2 separate regions of the Sus scrofa genome follow, and region 2 is linked to region 1. A link is a contact called in public promoter capture Hi-C data. All regions are on one chromosome and are shown on one strand. Each heading gives the region's core, a stretch centred on a gene start, on an enhancer-like site or on the middle of the called end of the contact. The rest is flanking DNA. Distances are from core to core; before and after follow the strand shown.

Region 1 (7,539 bases), core at 3,067-5,566:
ATGCATCTCGCATGGAAGAAGTAGATTAGGAGTTGCTACCTGCAAACTTTGTTCCCTCTGTATAGTGTCCCCATTGGCTCCCCTGGCAGCAGCCCCCAGTGGCCCTAGCCCACCTGGTCTCCTCTGCTGATGTCTAGTGGTTTTATTTGTTTTTCTGTCTAAGGCAGGCTACAGGGGCCGCAAGCCCTAATAACCCTTCCCACATTTGACACTGGGTTTGGGTGTCGTGTACTGTGCTCGTTTATTTTGTTCTGAGATTAAAGTATGCAAAATAAAGAAGATGCAGTTTTATACAGTTCTGCGCTCTCGTAAGTATATACAACACTGCTTTTGGAGTTTCCCTGGCTTCTCACTCCCTAGTCTTGAGTACAGTCACATGGTACATGGGGGACATGGTTACTGCTAACTATGTGACAAGCGGTAGTTTTGAGCTGCCATCTGTACAACACTCAGTCCCCTTCCTAAAGGATATATAGATGGCCTTCCACTCACAACAATTTTTTGACTTTACTATGGTAGCATGAAAGCACACATGCAGTAGAAATTTTTTTTTTAAGGCTGCACCCCACAGCATGTGGAGGTTCCCAGGCTAGGGGGTCTAATCAGAGCTACACACATTGGCCTTTGCCACAGCCACCCCAGATCCATTGAGCGAGGCCAGGGATTGAGTCTGCAACCTCATGGTTCTTAGTCAGATTCTTTTCCACTGCACCATGATGGGAACTCAGGAGAAACTACTTTTCAGCTTTGATCTTTTCCTGGGCTGACAGTATGGCTAGCTACGAGAGGCGCAAGGGTAAGGTAGCTTGTGAGTTTTCAGGTGGGCTAGCCTAAGCTGTGATGTTTGGTGTATTTAAACACATTTTCAATTTCTGATGGGTTTATTAGACATAACCCCACCTTAAGTGGAAGGTCAACCGAAACACAGGACTAAAGCCTGTTGCAGCAATTTAATTTAATAAAATAAAATTATAAGAGCAAAAGTTACATTTCCGAAGTACCAAAACCTGCAACAGGCTCAAGGAGAGCCTAGGGATCCAGGAGCACAGAGGGAGGAGGTGGTGCTGGGCAGGACAGCCAAGCCCCTCCCACGGCACAGCACCTTCCACTTCCTCTCCTGGGAAAATGGCATGTGGAGCCTGTGCCGCGCTTGTGCTTCTCTCACCAGAGATGAAGTGCAGGTCTCTTGAGTCTGAGAGGGTAGATATTCACGGTAGGGGCCAATGGTGGGAGGGGATCTGTTAAGTGCTGCTTCCTCACAAGCCACACCTCCCCCCTCACCTTCACCTGGGGACTGCCAGAATGCTGCCCTCTAGAGGAAGGGGTGCCTAAGGCAAAGGGGAAGGCTGCCTGCCTCGGGGCTCCCTGCCCCCAATGCTGGTTTGTAATACTGAGAAACCTGCACTTTGCCCTGGAGCCAGCCACCTCCGAGAAGTTACAGTAGGAGAGGAAACTGGTACAGTGGGTCCTATTCACTTCATCCTTCAGGTCCCTCACACCTTCTGCACAGACGACTCAACAGGCACAGCCTTCTTTCCCCGCTGCTTTAGACGGCCCCGGGCATAGACTCGGAGCAGGAGGGCAGCAAAGACCACAGCCACCCCCAGGCCCCCCACCACAGTGATAGTGTGGCCATAGAGGAGGCAGGAGAGGAGGATGGCAAAGGCCTGGCGGAGGGTCATGATGATGGTGAAGACGGCAGCCCCAAACTGCCCAATGGTATAGAAGATGAAGAGCTGGCCACATGCGGAGCAGATGGACAACAGCAGAGTGTGCGCAGCAAACTCGCTGTGCCGGCCCATGAAGCGGACCCCCTCCAGGAGGGCCCCCTGCTCTAGCAGGGAGCCCACTGTGAAGAGGCAGGAGAAGAAGTTGACCCCAAACATCATCTGCACCGATGACATCTTATACGCGAACAGGGCATCCTGCCAGTTGGAGGTGAAGCTGTCAAAGGCAATGTATCCAGCCAACAGGATGAGGCCTGAGAGTGTGGTGGCCGGGGAGCTGTGGGGCTCCGGTCCGCTGGACAGCAGAAACATGCTAACCCCGATGGAGATAAGGCCAGCTGTCAGATACTCCCAGTGCTCATAGCTGCGCCGAGACACCAACTTTCCCATCAGCATGACAGGGATCACCTTGGAGGCCTTGGCCAGCACCTGCGTGGGGAAGCTGACAAACTTGAGAGCTTCATATTGGCACCAGCTGCTGAGCACATTTGACAGGCTGGCAAAGGAGTACCGGTACATGGGTGCCCCATGCCGGGGCTGCTTGCATAAGATGCAGTAGAAGCCAGCCACAATCAGTGCCAGGACGCGGTTCATTAGCACCAGGAACTGTGAGTCTGAGAAGCGCTCACCTGGCGACGTGGCCGTGGCCCCGTAGCTGCGGGTCATCACTCTTTCCTGCAGCACTCCCCAAGTAAGATAAGACACCTGGAAGGGGAAATAAGCAAGAGAAGGGAAAGATGGGCCGAAAAGCACCCCAACGACCTCTTCCTTCCTCAGGATGATGTCGAAAATGATGAAGAGAACAGAATACACATGTGGATTCCTCTGCGGTAACTAGCAATTTCTTCTCCCCTCCAAAACCTGGATTCATCTTGCAGGGAATCAAGTGTGTGTAAAACACAAGAACCAATGCTTTAGGACTGACCAGACCTGCTTTGTCCCCACAGCAGGGTATGTTAGAGCGGACTCCATCCCAGTATTTTCCTATTTTCAACCAATTCAGGGAGGCAAGACTTCTTAAAGCCTGCACACCTGTTCCACGTGGTATACATGGTGGAACCAGGAGTGCCCACCCCAAGACGCTGTAAGGTCAGCATCTCAGCCTACTCCTCACATGGCAGCAGTGGGAGGAGTCTGAATGGTCTCCCCAAACTTTTATCACTGGGTTTACAGTGTATGAGACACATCACCGCAAGGGGAAGGGCGAAATCACAGAAAAGAGGGCCAGAAAAAAGAAGAAAGAAAAGGTGGCTTTTCCTCCAATCACCTCCAAGAAGAAGGAGTGCCTCTGGGAGGAAGTGGACACGAAAGCTTTGGCTCCACAGAGTCCCTGCCCGCCGGGGCCCAATCTAGGAAGAGCAGAAGAGTCTGCCTACCTACCTGGAGCCCCGAGGCACAGAAGAGCAGCTTCAGGGCCTGCCAAGTAGGACTGGTCTCTGCTGGCTCTGACCGGGGAGCCAGGGGAACCTCGTCCGTGGCCTTAGGCTCATTGCCAAACACACAAGTTTTCACGAGGGGAAAGCACAGACCCCTGCCTGGAGGAAGCACACAAAGTCAAACCCTAATTTTCTCCCCAGCACCTCATCTTCCCCAAAGCCGCCAGCCCGCCCTGCTGTCCAGCCTCCTGGCCACCCTGCCTCCCTTGCCAAGCCACATCCCCTTTGCACGGCTGGCCAACACTCGTAATACAAACGAACACACTTACCCACCCTTTCCCCACACACCTGTCTCTAGGTAGTTCTTCCGCCTGAAGTACTGCACCAGCAGATAGCCAGGTACCATAAAGCTCGCATAGCCAGCCGCATTCACCAAAAAGCGGAAGAACCATAGCTGGGTCCACGGCTCTGGAGGGGCTTCGGGGTTCTCCCCACCTGCCCCCGCGGAGGGGAGCGCAGCCAGCACCAGCACTGCCCACCACCTGCGAGGGCCGCCGAGAGAAGGGTCAGGGTGCAGAGCTCCTCGTCCTCTGGACCCTCCAGAGGGAGGACACTGGAGAAGGTCCCGGAGTCTCTCCTCCCCGCCCCCCTCAGCTGTAGCCCAGGGCGGACAAAGAGCCTCTCACTCTCCTGGGGGAGCCAGCGCGGGCCGGGCAAGGCTCCCTCCGTCCCCGAGAGCGGACCCGCCCCTCCCGCCACACAGGTCCCCTCTGTTCCTTCCAGCGCCCGCCGGCGGCTCGGGGCAGAGGCGGCGCCCCTCGACCCCGCCCTCCAGGTTCTTGGAGCGCCACGGTGCCCGGGCTTCCCCGCCTGACACCCCCCGGGCCCCAAGAAGCACGCCACGCCGCGCCCCGACCCATGACGGCTCCTTCCCGGCCGCGCTCGGCCAGCCTCCCACCCCGCAGCTCGGACCCCAGTCGGCCCCCCGCACAGAGGAGCGGCGGTCACGTGGCGCGGTCACGTGGGCTCGCCGCTCCCCCCCAGCCCCTCACCTGGCATCCATGGTCCGGGCCTCGTGGGGCGGAGGGGGGCCGGGGATTGCGGGTCCCCGGGCCGCGCGCTCCCTCCGCTCCAGCGGCGCCTCCAGGAGCAGCAGGCGAGCCGCCGGCTAGCGGAAGTGCAGCGCTCTTCCCGCCTCCCTCCCGGGGGCCGCCCCTCCGCCCCCGGCCGCGACCACGCAGCGCCTCGGGCCGCCGCCGGGCCACAGCGCCCCCGCGCGGCCCGGAGGGAGACCCGGCTCAGCGCGAGGGGGCCAGGCTGCCCCTGCGCGGGGCGCGCTTCACCTCGATGTCTGCTCCTGCTTGGTCATCGCTCTTAGGTCTCCCCGGTGGCCCGGAAGGCATGGTGACCACCAACATCATAGGGACGGGGATATTAAGTACATCCCAAGCACATCCCCTTAGGTCAACCATTTTCCCGTTTTCTGGCAGGAAGATGTCTCCTTTTTGCGAGGGGGACAGGCAGTTCTGTCCTCCCAGCCACATGACCTTTGAGGCTCTGCAAGACCTGGCCCCCAGTCGACCTCGCCCACTCACCCACCCGCTGCAGAGCCCCACTGGCATACTCTCAGTACCTCTGATTCACCAAAGGTCTTGTGGAAAGCTCTCCCCCGATCCCTTACTCATCCTTTGTGCCAGTTGAGATGACATGATCACCCCAGACCACCTGAAGTATGGCCCTCCAACCGCTCCATTGTTCTCCCTCCTACTACTCTTTTCCTTCCAAATGCAACTTGTAATTACGTATTTATTTGGATGTTTATGATTTGGGGGGGGGCAGCACCTGTAGTGTGTGGAACCTGCACCACAGCAGTGACAATGCCAGATCCTTAACCTGCTGCAGCCCACGGGTGCTCCCTGGATGTCTATGATTTCATTGGCTGTCCCACTCACCAGGCTATAGTCCGTAAGTGGCCAGAAACGGTGTTGGTTTATTCCCCCATAGTCTTCATCCCAGCATAGGCCTGACCTCATAGGCCCCTCAAACACATGTGGAATGAGAGAAAAAACACACAAGGCCACAGCTCTTTGCGTCACCCCCCCCCATCCACAGGCTGGCCTTTCTCTCCAGGCTCCCCCAGGGCTGTGGGGAGGTCTCCCATTGGCATCTTCTCACTCCTCTTTGTCTTCCTCCATCCCTCTGCCTTGCCACAGAAAGGACAAGGGTCTGTGTTGGATGGAGGGGCCCGAGAACCCTTGGCCTCCCTCCCCTCCCCAGCCAGGCCTGTCCTGCTCAAGTGACAATTTCCCTCTCTGCCTCCACCACAAGGTCACAGGGAAGGCCTTTCTCAAAATCCCCAATGCACACAGACAAGCACGTGCCACAGAACAACTTGGGGGCTCGGGGCGGGGCGGGGGGGACTTTTTAAAAGTTTCTGCTGTTTTAGTGTCATGGTATTGAAATTTCCCCCTCCCTCGAAGGCTCGGTTCAGGGCCTTTTGTGTGAACTCGGCAGTGAGATGGACCACCTTAGGGCCCTGCTCACTCACAGTTCAGGATCTCTCCCTAGTCAGGAGAGTTCACGTTGTCCAAATGGATGGCCACTTCAGGATGGCCCCATGTGGGTGGAGGCAAGAGCCTCCACCATCCTCGACAGAGGTGATCAGGCTTCGCTCAGGCTGCCTGGGGCTTTAGGGGTCCTTCCAATTCACCCAGAAGCTCTTCCTTCCAGACTGGCTCTTCCTTGCGATCCCTCCTCTCAGCTGGGGACTGTGCTGGCCTCAGCAGTCCCCAGGACACCGGAAGGACGCATGGTCTGGGCCCAAACTGCAGCAGCTGTGGCTCCAGCTTCCAGAGGGGAAGAGGTGGAGCGTCCGGGGCCCCAGAACCTGTCCTGGCTTCAGTCGGCACACAGCAGTGGCTTCCCGGAGATCTTCAGGTCATCAAAGGGCAAAAGGGCAAAGGGCTGAGGGAGAGGAGGGAGAAAAGCAAGATCAGGACCTGTGGACGAAGGCAGCAGTCGGGGAGGGAGCTGGGCTGCCTATCAGGCCCTTTCCTCCCCCACAAGCGACAGTTCCAAGACATCAGGGAACAAATCTTCCTACTAATGCCCAGAATACTGGCCCCTCAGGGCTACACAGAGCCATGAGGTCTCAGGCAAGCCCTTACTCTCTAAGATAATGCCAGATATCAGATCTAAGAAGCACATAGGAGGTGATCCAGCCTATGGGCCTGTTTTTTTGTGTTTTTTTTGGGGGGGGTGTTGGGAAAAGCTACAAAACATTTTGAATATTTTTTCAATCGGAACATTTAAAATAGGAAAGATGGTATCGAAAAATCTAGGTTTCATCGCTCTTTAAAAATTCCAAGACTGGGAGTTCCCATCATGGCTCAGCACAAATGAATCTGACCAGTATCCAGGAGGACTTGGGTTCGATCCCTGGCCTTGCTCAGTGGGTGAAGGATCCAGTGTTGCCATGGGCTGTGGTGTAGGTTGCAGACCCGGCTTGGATCCCACATGGCTGTGGCTGTGGCCGGCAGCTGCAGCTCCAAATTGACCCCTAGCCTGGAAGCCTCCATATGCTGCACTTGCAGCCCTAAAAAGACTCCCCCCCAAAAATATTCAAGACTTGAAACACTAGGCCCATATTGCTCCTCTGCAAATATGTGCTGAGCGAAGCTCAGACATACACGGTCCAGTCTTCCCCAGGCCCCACCACCGGGCTGTCTTTGATACCAGTGTGCTTTGCTGATCTGCTGTAGCTGCATGGCTCCTGTAGGAGTCCAAGTCTGGGCCCCTGATCCTGACCAAATGAGAACACAGGCTGAGAGAGGGACAGAGAGAAGTCCTGCAGTGGGTGAGTGGCAGAGTCGTGGATCACACCCCGGGATTCTAACTCCTTGGCCCTTTCAGCTATACAGCGCTGGTCTCTGCTAGGGATGTGGGAGGCCCTGGACAGCAGGGCTGAGTGTCCGCCTCTTACATCCTCAGCCAGGTCCTGGGGAGTCTCATCCTCCACGTTCCGCAGCAGGGAGTCGGCACCGGCCTGGCACAGGGTGGATGAGATGCTGCTGAGGCCCCGGCCGGCTGCGAGGTGCAGGGGCGTGCACCCATTGAGCATGCGGGCGTCCACCCGGGCCCCAGCCTGGAGCAGGAACTGCACCAGACCACGCTCCTGGGTCTCCACGGCCAGGTGCAGCGCTGTCTTCCCGCTTGTGCCCTCCTGGGTGGGGGAAGAAGGATGTCAGCCTAGGCCCTCAAGAAGAAGAAGCATGCCAAGCCGGAGCCCAGGCCCTGGCTAAGGAGAGGAGCGCCACCCCTTCTGACCACTGGCCAGGGGCCTGGGGGCTGGACCTGGGCCGGGCAGTGCCCTGATTGGCCGGCTCACCTGTGCATCAATGTCAGCTCCGTTCTGAAGCAGCAGTTCCATGAGGGGC
Region 2 (7,539 bases), core at 1,602-4,101, 60 kb after region 1:
AATCTCCATATGCAGCAGGTATGGCCCTGGAAAAGACCAAAAAAAAAAAAAAAAAAAAAAAGATAAAAGTCTCCTGACTACCGGCCTTTTCACTTCCAGCCAGGGATTTCCCTCCTGCCCTAGTACCCCTTTACCTGTTGTGCTGCATGAAAACCAGATTCCAAAGCTCCACAAGCTGGGGGGCTCCCACCCCACCAGCCAGGTCATAGTGGATCTCTGTACAGGGTCCACAAGGGCCAGTATCCCCCATCTCCCAGAAGTTTTCTTGTGGTCCGAAGGAGAGCACACGGCTGGCAGGCACCCTGGGAAGAGAGCCAGGCAGGTAGCAGGGGAGACAAAAGCAGAAGCTGGGTCCCCCTCTGTTGAGGGAGCCCTTCCATCAAGCTCAGAAGGAGGAGGAAAGGGGCTGACCCTATGGTATTGGGATATACTGAGACTCTGAGGACCAGCCCTGGTAGTCTCTATTTTTCAGTCTTCTTGTTCTCCAGGAGTGGATGGAAGTGGGGGTGGACTCACCCTAAGTTGAGCCAGATGTCCCTGCTCTCCAGGTCTGCACCCAACCCAGCCTTGGGGTCACCACCAAAGTAGGAGACCCAGAGCCTGTCCTCAGGAATCCCATAGACCTGAGTCAGCAGTTCCCAGGCCATGCTGCAAGCCTCCTCCTGTGGTAGAAATCCATATGGAAGAGAAAGATGGGTGAGAAGAAGGCGCCGCAGAAGTGTCCATCAAGCCACATGAGTTCAGGCCTTGGCTCGAGACAAAACCATTTCCATTGTCCACCTTGTTTCCAGAACAAGCCATGGCCATTTCTGAGTTTGTTCCTGCATTGAAAGCTTCATTCCTTTTCTGAATCCTACGTTCTTCCAAGTTCCACCTTCTCCATGAAATTCTCTCTCTACCCTAGCCTGGGAATATTTTTAACTCTTGCACTTTAGTGTTACTCTCTAACCACTTAGTCAAACAATAATTATCAACCAACCATTAGGCGGGAGGCATAGTTCTGGCCCTCAAGGAGTTTACAACCCAATTAGAGAAGTGAGACCCATTCCTATTATAAAAGTTCATTTAGCCTCTGTGTCTGGTATGAGGCCCTGCCAAAGCAGACCCAAGGAGTGGAGACAGGATTAACTTTGACCCCTCTCTTGGTTGACGAGTGACCTTTTCCTAACTCCAGGGCCTCCTGGAGACTCACCTTAAAATATTCACCCCCAAAGGCCCAATTGCCAAGCATCTCAAAGAAGGTGTGATGGGAAAGATCTTGGCCCACATCCTCCAGGTCGTTGTGGCGTCCTCCAGCCCTCACACATTTCTGGCTGTTGGCCACACGTCGGAAGCCTGCCATCTCGCTTCGTGGATCCACAGTGCCCAGGAAGATTGGCTTGAACTGGAAACACATGTAGAGGGAGAGAGAGATATATCCTTGGCCCTCAGTAGAAGGGAAAGATGGGGAGTGGGGACAGAGATGGCAGTTCAGACTGAAGGCTGACTGCATCGCTGAGAGTACAATGTAGTCTTGGCCAAAGGGGCAACTTGGGAGCGTGGGGGCACCCATCTCTGGTAAATAAATCACGAAACAGACACTTTCTGCTAGTAAAATAGGCAAGGTAACAGGAGACGTGTTGGTGGCGGGAAACAGGGCAAGTCTAGGGACGATAAGTGGTGTTCAAAGTCAAAAGCCTTAAAGAAGAAAGACTAACAAATAGCATGTGCTCAACGTTTATTTTAATGAACCGGTTATCTTTAAAGAACTAGTAAATAAAGCCAGACTTCCCCCGCCAGTCTGCCTCCATGGGACTCCACACCCGCTGTTCCTGAACCTAAAACTCGATCTCCAAAGCTGCCGGGTCCAGGCCACCCTAAGCCCTAATTAGCGCCCCAATCTCTTAGCCTAACCACGCACAACCGGCTTTCCCCCCAGCTCCCCCAAAGCTAAGAGCTCCGCCCTTCGCTTCCTTTGCCCAATCCCGAAGAACCCCACAAACTCCGCCCCGGTCAGTGTGGCTCAGCTCCTACCTGGTTCATGCCCGCGTTGACGAAGAGCAAAGTGGGGTCGCCGCGGGGCCGCACCGAAGCGGACGGCACCAGGCGGTGGCCATGGCGGTCTCGAAAGAAGCTCAGGAAGGCGTCTCGCACGGCCGCGGCCTGGGTTGGAGGGGCCTCGGATGAGAGCGCCCGAAAGCAGAGGCCCTGCCATGGAGGCGACCTTCGAATGGCCCGCCGAATTCGCCCAGCTGCAGCTGCCACCGACGCCGCCATCTTAACTCGGGGCAGCGACTTCACGGAGTCAAAGGGCACCGCCGGGATAGAAGGTGGCGTGAGAAGGAGGCCAGGCATTTTCTACAGCGGCCCCTGGCGACAGGAGGACTCAAGGCAGCCTCCGCCTCCCGGTGGAGGTAATATAGGGAAGGAGGCTTCTTCTGCAGGAGTTCAAGTAGCCCAAGCGGCCTGGCACATAGTAGCCCCTTAATTCATTTGGCATTCAGCAAATATTCATTAAGAGCCTACTGTGTGCTAGGTATTGTTTTAGATGCTGAAGGTACATTGTAACAAAATTGACCAGAATCCCTGCCCTTCAGAAATCTATATTGTAGCAGTAATTGTGTTTATTAATTTTGCAAGATTACAAATGGAGTTGCAGTGAACAAGCATGAATTCAGCTCTGTGTGGTGTGTGTGTGTGTGTGTGTGTGTGTGTGTGTGTATGTGTATGTGTTTCCCCGGGTGAGGTGAGAGGCAGAGATGTCCAAGGGAGGTGATATCAGCATTCATTCAAGTCATTCGGAATTTCCTTGTGTCTCGGTGGAAACGAATCAGACTAGTAACCATGATGTTTCAGGTTCGATCCCTGGCCTCGCTCAGTGGGTTAAGGATCCAGCGTTGCTGTGAGCTGTGGTGTAGGTCACAGACGAGGCTCAGATCCCGACTTGCTGTGGCTGTGGTGTAGGCCAATAGCTACAGCTCTGATTCGATTCGGACCTCCATAAGCTGCAAGTGTGGCCCTAAAAAGCAAAAAAAAAAGAAAGAGTCATTCGACAAATATTTATTGAATACCTACTATGTGTCAGGCACTGTGTGGGCAATTTCCTTTGCCCTTGGCATTGGAAATGGCCATTTTGTTCGTAGGGACTGAAGCAGGTCCTTTGGAGCAGGAGTCGAGCTGATGAGACACAGAAGCCAAGCAGCATCTGTTCCATTATTAATTGCTTAATAACATTTGGTCTTTTAATTTGCTTGGGGATTAGAGAGAATCCTGGTTGTCAGGTCTAGAGGAAGCCGTTGGCTGATAGCTGCTGAGATTTCTCTCTCTCTAAGCCTCCCAATGCCCTTGAGTTTTGTGTGTTTTGCTTTAGCTAAGAGATACCTGTTCCACCTTCCCTTCTGTCTCTCTCCATGGTGTCTGCTGTGACCTTGAGGCCAACAAGGGCCCTTGTGGGCGGAGCTGGGGTCTTCTTGGGACTTCTCATGATATCCTCTGCTCTTCGTTTGGAAAATTAAGCAGATAGAGAAGAGAATTTGCCAACGTTAAAGCCCAAAAGGGGGCAGTTCCTGTCGTGGCTCAGCGGTAATGAACCTGACTGTATCCAGGAGGACGAAGATTCGATCCCTGGCCTTGCTTAGTGGGTTAAGGATCTGGCATTGCTGTGAGCTGTTGTGTAGGTCACAGATGCAGCAGTTGTAGCTCTGATTCGACCCCTAGCCTGGAATCTTCCTCATGCTGTGGGTGTGGCCCTAAAAAGACCAAAAAAACCCCCGGAGTTCCTGTCATGGCTCAGTGGTTAATGAATCCGACTAGGAACCATGAGGTTGCGGGTTCGATCCTTGGCCTTGCTCAGTGGGTAAAGGATCCGGCCTTGCCGTGAGCTGTGGTGTAGGTTGCAGACGCGGCTTGCATCCTGTGTTGCTGTGTCTCTGGTGTAGGCTGGTGGCTTCGGCTCGGCTCCCATTAGACCCCTAGCCTGGGAACCTCCATATGCCTCGGGAGCGGCCCTAGAAAAGACAGAAAGACAAAAATAAATAAATAAATAAAATAAAATAAAATAAAATAAGATCCAAAATACCCCCCAAACAAAAAAACAAGCCCAATAGGGGTAGCAGAGCTGAAGTCAGTGCCATCCAAGGCCTCAACCATTCAGGTGGGCTTTTTTGGCCACCATTCTTTGTGAGCTATGTTATTTAGGGATTTTGAAACACAGTTTCCCTGGTAAATGTGTAGTCTTTTTTTGGACTTGAGTTTCTATAGTGATAGTGAATTCTCAACTTTGTATTCTGACAGAGCCTATAGCTTCGATCCCATGATCCTCTGTTTCTTCCCTTGTCCCTATAGATTTTTTTTTTTTAATTTTTTGTCTTTTGTCGTTTTAGGGCCACACCTGCGGCCTATGGACGTTCCCAGGCTGGGGGTCTACTCGGAGCTGTAGCTGCCGGCCTACACCACAGCCACAGCAACATAGGGTCTGAGAGGCGTCTGCAACCTACACCAGAGCTCATGGCAACGCTGGATCCTTAACCCACTGAGCGAGGCTAGGGATCACACCCACAATCTCATGGTTACTAGTCAGGTTCGTTAACCACTGAGCCATGATGGGAACTCCTGTCCCTGTTCATTAAAGGTGTTGTTTTGAACGTGTGTTTTGCCTTTATTGGTTTTTCCAGTATTTTTGGAACAGGAACCTAAAGCCAGATGGGGATTTCTGTGAGGTTCATGATCTTGAAACAAGACTGTGAAATTCTTCCCCAAACTGAGATGGAAGTGTTTTGCTAGAGAAATCTTGCTGGTGTCTCTACCCAGTACCAATGTCAGTATTTTTTTTTCTTCCTTCAGATTTTCCCCAAAAAGTCTTTGCATTATAGTAGGGACTCCATGTTTTTAGACCATTGTGGATCTAGTGTGGAACCATAGATCTTTTTTTTTTTTGTCCCCAAAGAGCTTTAGTGAAATATAGTTCATGTACTATACAATTTACCCACTTAAAGAGTACAGTTCAGGGGGAGTTCCCCTCGTGGCTCAGTGGAAACATCTGACTAGTATCCAGGAGGACGCAGATTTGATCCCTGGCCTCACTCAGTGGGTTAAGGATCTGTGGCTGTGGTATAGCCAGTGGCTACAGCTCTGATTCAACCCCTAGCCTGGGAACCTCCATGTGCCACAAGTGTGGCCCTAAAAAGAAAAATAAATAAAGAAAAATAAAGAGTACAATTCAAATGGCTTTTAGTACTTTCACAGAGTCGTTATCTGAACAACTTTTAGAATATTTAGGTGACTTTCAGAGTTCCCATCGTGGCTCAGTGGTTAACGAATCCAACTAGGAACCATGAGGTTGTGGGTTCGATCCCTGGCCTTGTTCAGTGGGTTAAGGATCCAGCATTGCTGTGAGCTGTGGTGTAGGTCGCAGACCCAGCTTGGACCCTGCGTTGCTGTGGCTCTGGTGTAGGCCAGTGGCTACAGCTCCGATTCGACCCCTAGCCTGGGAACCTCCATGTGCCATGGGAGCAGCCCTAGAAATGGCAAAAAAAAAAAAAAAAAGAAAAAAGAATATTTAGATCACTTTCATCACCTCCAAAAGAAACCCCACACCTTTTAACTATCAACCCCTAAATCCCCCAGCCGTCCCAGCCCTAGGCAATCACTAATGACTTTTGTCTCTAAAGATTTGCCTCTTCGGAACATTTCATACAAATGGAATCACACAATATATGATCCTTTGTGACTGGCTTCTTTCACTTTGCATAATGTTTTCACAGCTCATCCATGTTTTAGTATGTATCATGGATTCTTAGAAATGTGTCTTTTGAGTTGTTTTCTGTTTGAAGAATGGTCCCCCCCATCTTGTTATTTTGTAAAAGTTTTTTGACTGTTCAGAGAGTGTGAAAAAGTTCTTGGGTCAGGAATTGAGTCTGTGCCACAGCAGCAACCTGAGCCACAACAGTGACAATGCTGGATCCTTAACCCACTGAGCCACCACTCTAGTCTCTTTTTAGTATTTCCCAGTGAAGCCAAGTGGTTCTTCTAAGTATTGGGATGTGTTTATTCTTTTTTTTTTTTTTTTAAAGGACTGCACCTGCGGTATATGGAAGTTCCCAGGCTAAGGGTCCAAGGAGCTATAGCTGCTGGCCTACACCACAGCTACAGCAATGCCAGATCTACCTATGCCACAGCTCATGGCAACACCGGATTCTTAACCCACTGAGTGAGGTCAGGGATCAAACCTGCATCCTCATGGATACTAGTCGTGTTCATTACCGCTGAACCACAACAGGAACTCGGGGACGTATTTATTCTGATTTGCCACTCTCATCTGATGAGGAAGTTAAATTTAAGGTCTGCAGTTTCCCATAATAGATAAATATGGAGAGAACTAACCACTTTGGGAAGTTACTGACCTGGGAACTTCTCTCAGGAGTTCTCATCCACTGTCTTATTATTCATAGGAATTTCTTTCTTTCTTTTTTCTTTGCTTTTTTGGCCGTACCCACAGCATGTGGAAGTTCCCAGGCCAGGGATCAAACCTGTGACCTGAGCTGCTGCAGTGACAACCCCTGATCCTTAACCCGATGAGCCACGAAAGAATTTCATTTGGGGGTTTAGAATGCAAATGAGGCCTGTTTCCTGGGAGCCATTTAGCTAGGTTTGGGTGCTGCCTTCCCTGCGGCTGGGATTGCCCTTATATTGCCGTCTTATTTATCTGGGTAAGCCCAAAGTGCCCTTTTTCTGAGCCCTCTCTTTCCACCTTGTTCATATGAAGCAATGCCCTTACTCTGGGAATGGAAATTGTCCTTCCTGATGACCCCATTGACTCTGAGAGCAGGAACTCGAGGTTAGTGATGCATTTTGTCCTCGACCACCGGTCAGAGGAGACACGAGGGGATTTTCACCCTTACTAAGCATAAGGAACTCAGCTTTGGGAACTTCCGCTTGTAAATCAAAAAGGCTGTTTTTTAGTGGTTAGGTTAAAAGTTCAACCTATAAGAGGTGAACATATATATATATATATGTATTTACTTATGGCTTTGCCTTATCTGGATTGTAAAAGCAACGCCTGTCAAACATTAATATGCATTGGGACCTCCTGGGAGCTTGTTAAAAATGCACTCTGATTTGGTAGTTCTGGGGTGAGGTTGAAATTCTGTATTTCTAGATTTCTAGCAGGCGCCTGGTGCTGTTGCTGTCCCTTGTGACAAAGGTGTGGTAGAGGACGTGTGGGAGAATCGCGAGACAGATTTTGCTTGGGACCTGGCCCCACGGCTAAAGTGCTGGGAGGACCTCCACTTTCTCCCGGAGAGGGTGGGTGGAGCTGGGAGCTCCTTGTGCGCATGCGTGCTCGCTCCCCCTCTCCCCACCTGGAGTCTTAGCCAGAGAGGAGATTGCGTCTGCCTGTTGCTAAGAGACGCGGAGGTGGAGGAGTCCAGCGGCGGGGGAGGAGAACAGCTCCTGGCGCTCTCCAGGACCCATCCCGGGCTGGGGGCGCAGATGGTGGGCCTGGAAGGTTGTGATCCTCCTGGGATCGGGAATTCAAGGACTAGTGGACCCTCCAGGGTTGCA

What was found. Promoter capture Hi-C pulls out the DNA fragments that hold promoters and counts their contacts.
Region 2: a contact with region 1 is called in a promoter capture Hi-C map of liver, with 4 times the contacts expected there. The contact joins the promoter of AARS2 here to the promoter of SLC35B2 in region 1. A contact is called at or near these places in 2 of 5 promoter capture datasets (fetal liver and liver), 2 of 47 Hi-C or Micro-C datasets (alveolar macrophages and fetal liver) and 1 of 2 datasets of contacts at active chromatin or transcription factors (alveolar macrophages).

What each region holds. Positions count from the first base shown.
Region 1 is chr7:39,250,183-39,257,721 of Sscrofa11.1, forward strand. SLC35B2 (adenosine 3'-phospho 5'-phosphosulfate transporter 1) reads right to left here and starts at 4,317. Exons shown (of 4, transcript XM_003128416.3): 1 at 4,156-4,317; 2 at 3,452-3,645; 3 at 3,108-3,262; 4 at 61-2,432. The coding sequence starts at 4,166. The coding sequence ends at 1,494. It overlaps NFKBIE (NF-kappa-B inhibitor epsilon), which reads right to left. Exons shown (of 8, transcript XM_021100039.1): 6 at 7,491-7,539; 7 at 7,086-7,325; 8 at 4,896-6,067. The coding sequence ends at 6,002. It overlaps HSP90AB1 (heat shock protein 90 alpha family class B member 1), which reads left to right. Exons shown (of 12, transcript NM_001244433.1): 12 at 1-297. The coding sequence ends at 29.
Region 2 is chr7:39,311,445-39,318,983 of Sscrofa11.1, forward strand. AARS2 (alanine--tRNA ligase, mitochondrial) reads right to left here and starts at 2,852. Exons shown (of 22, transcript XM_001929593.5): 1 at 2,014-2,852; 2 at 1,193-1,384; 3 at 517-662; 4 at 135-302. The coding sequence starts at 2,334.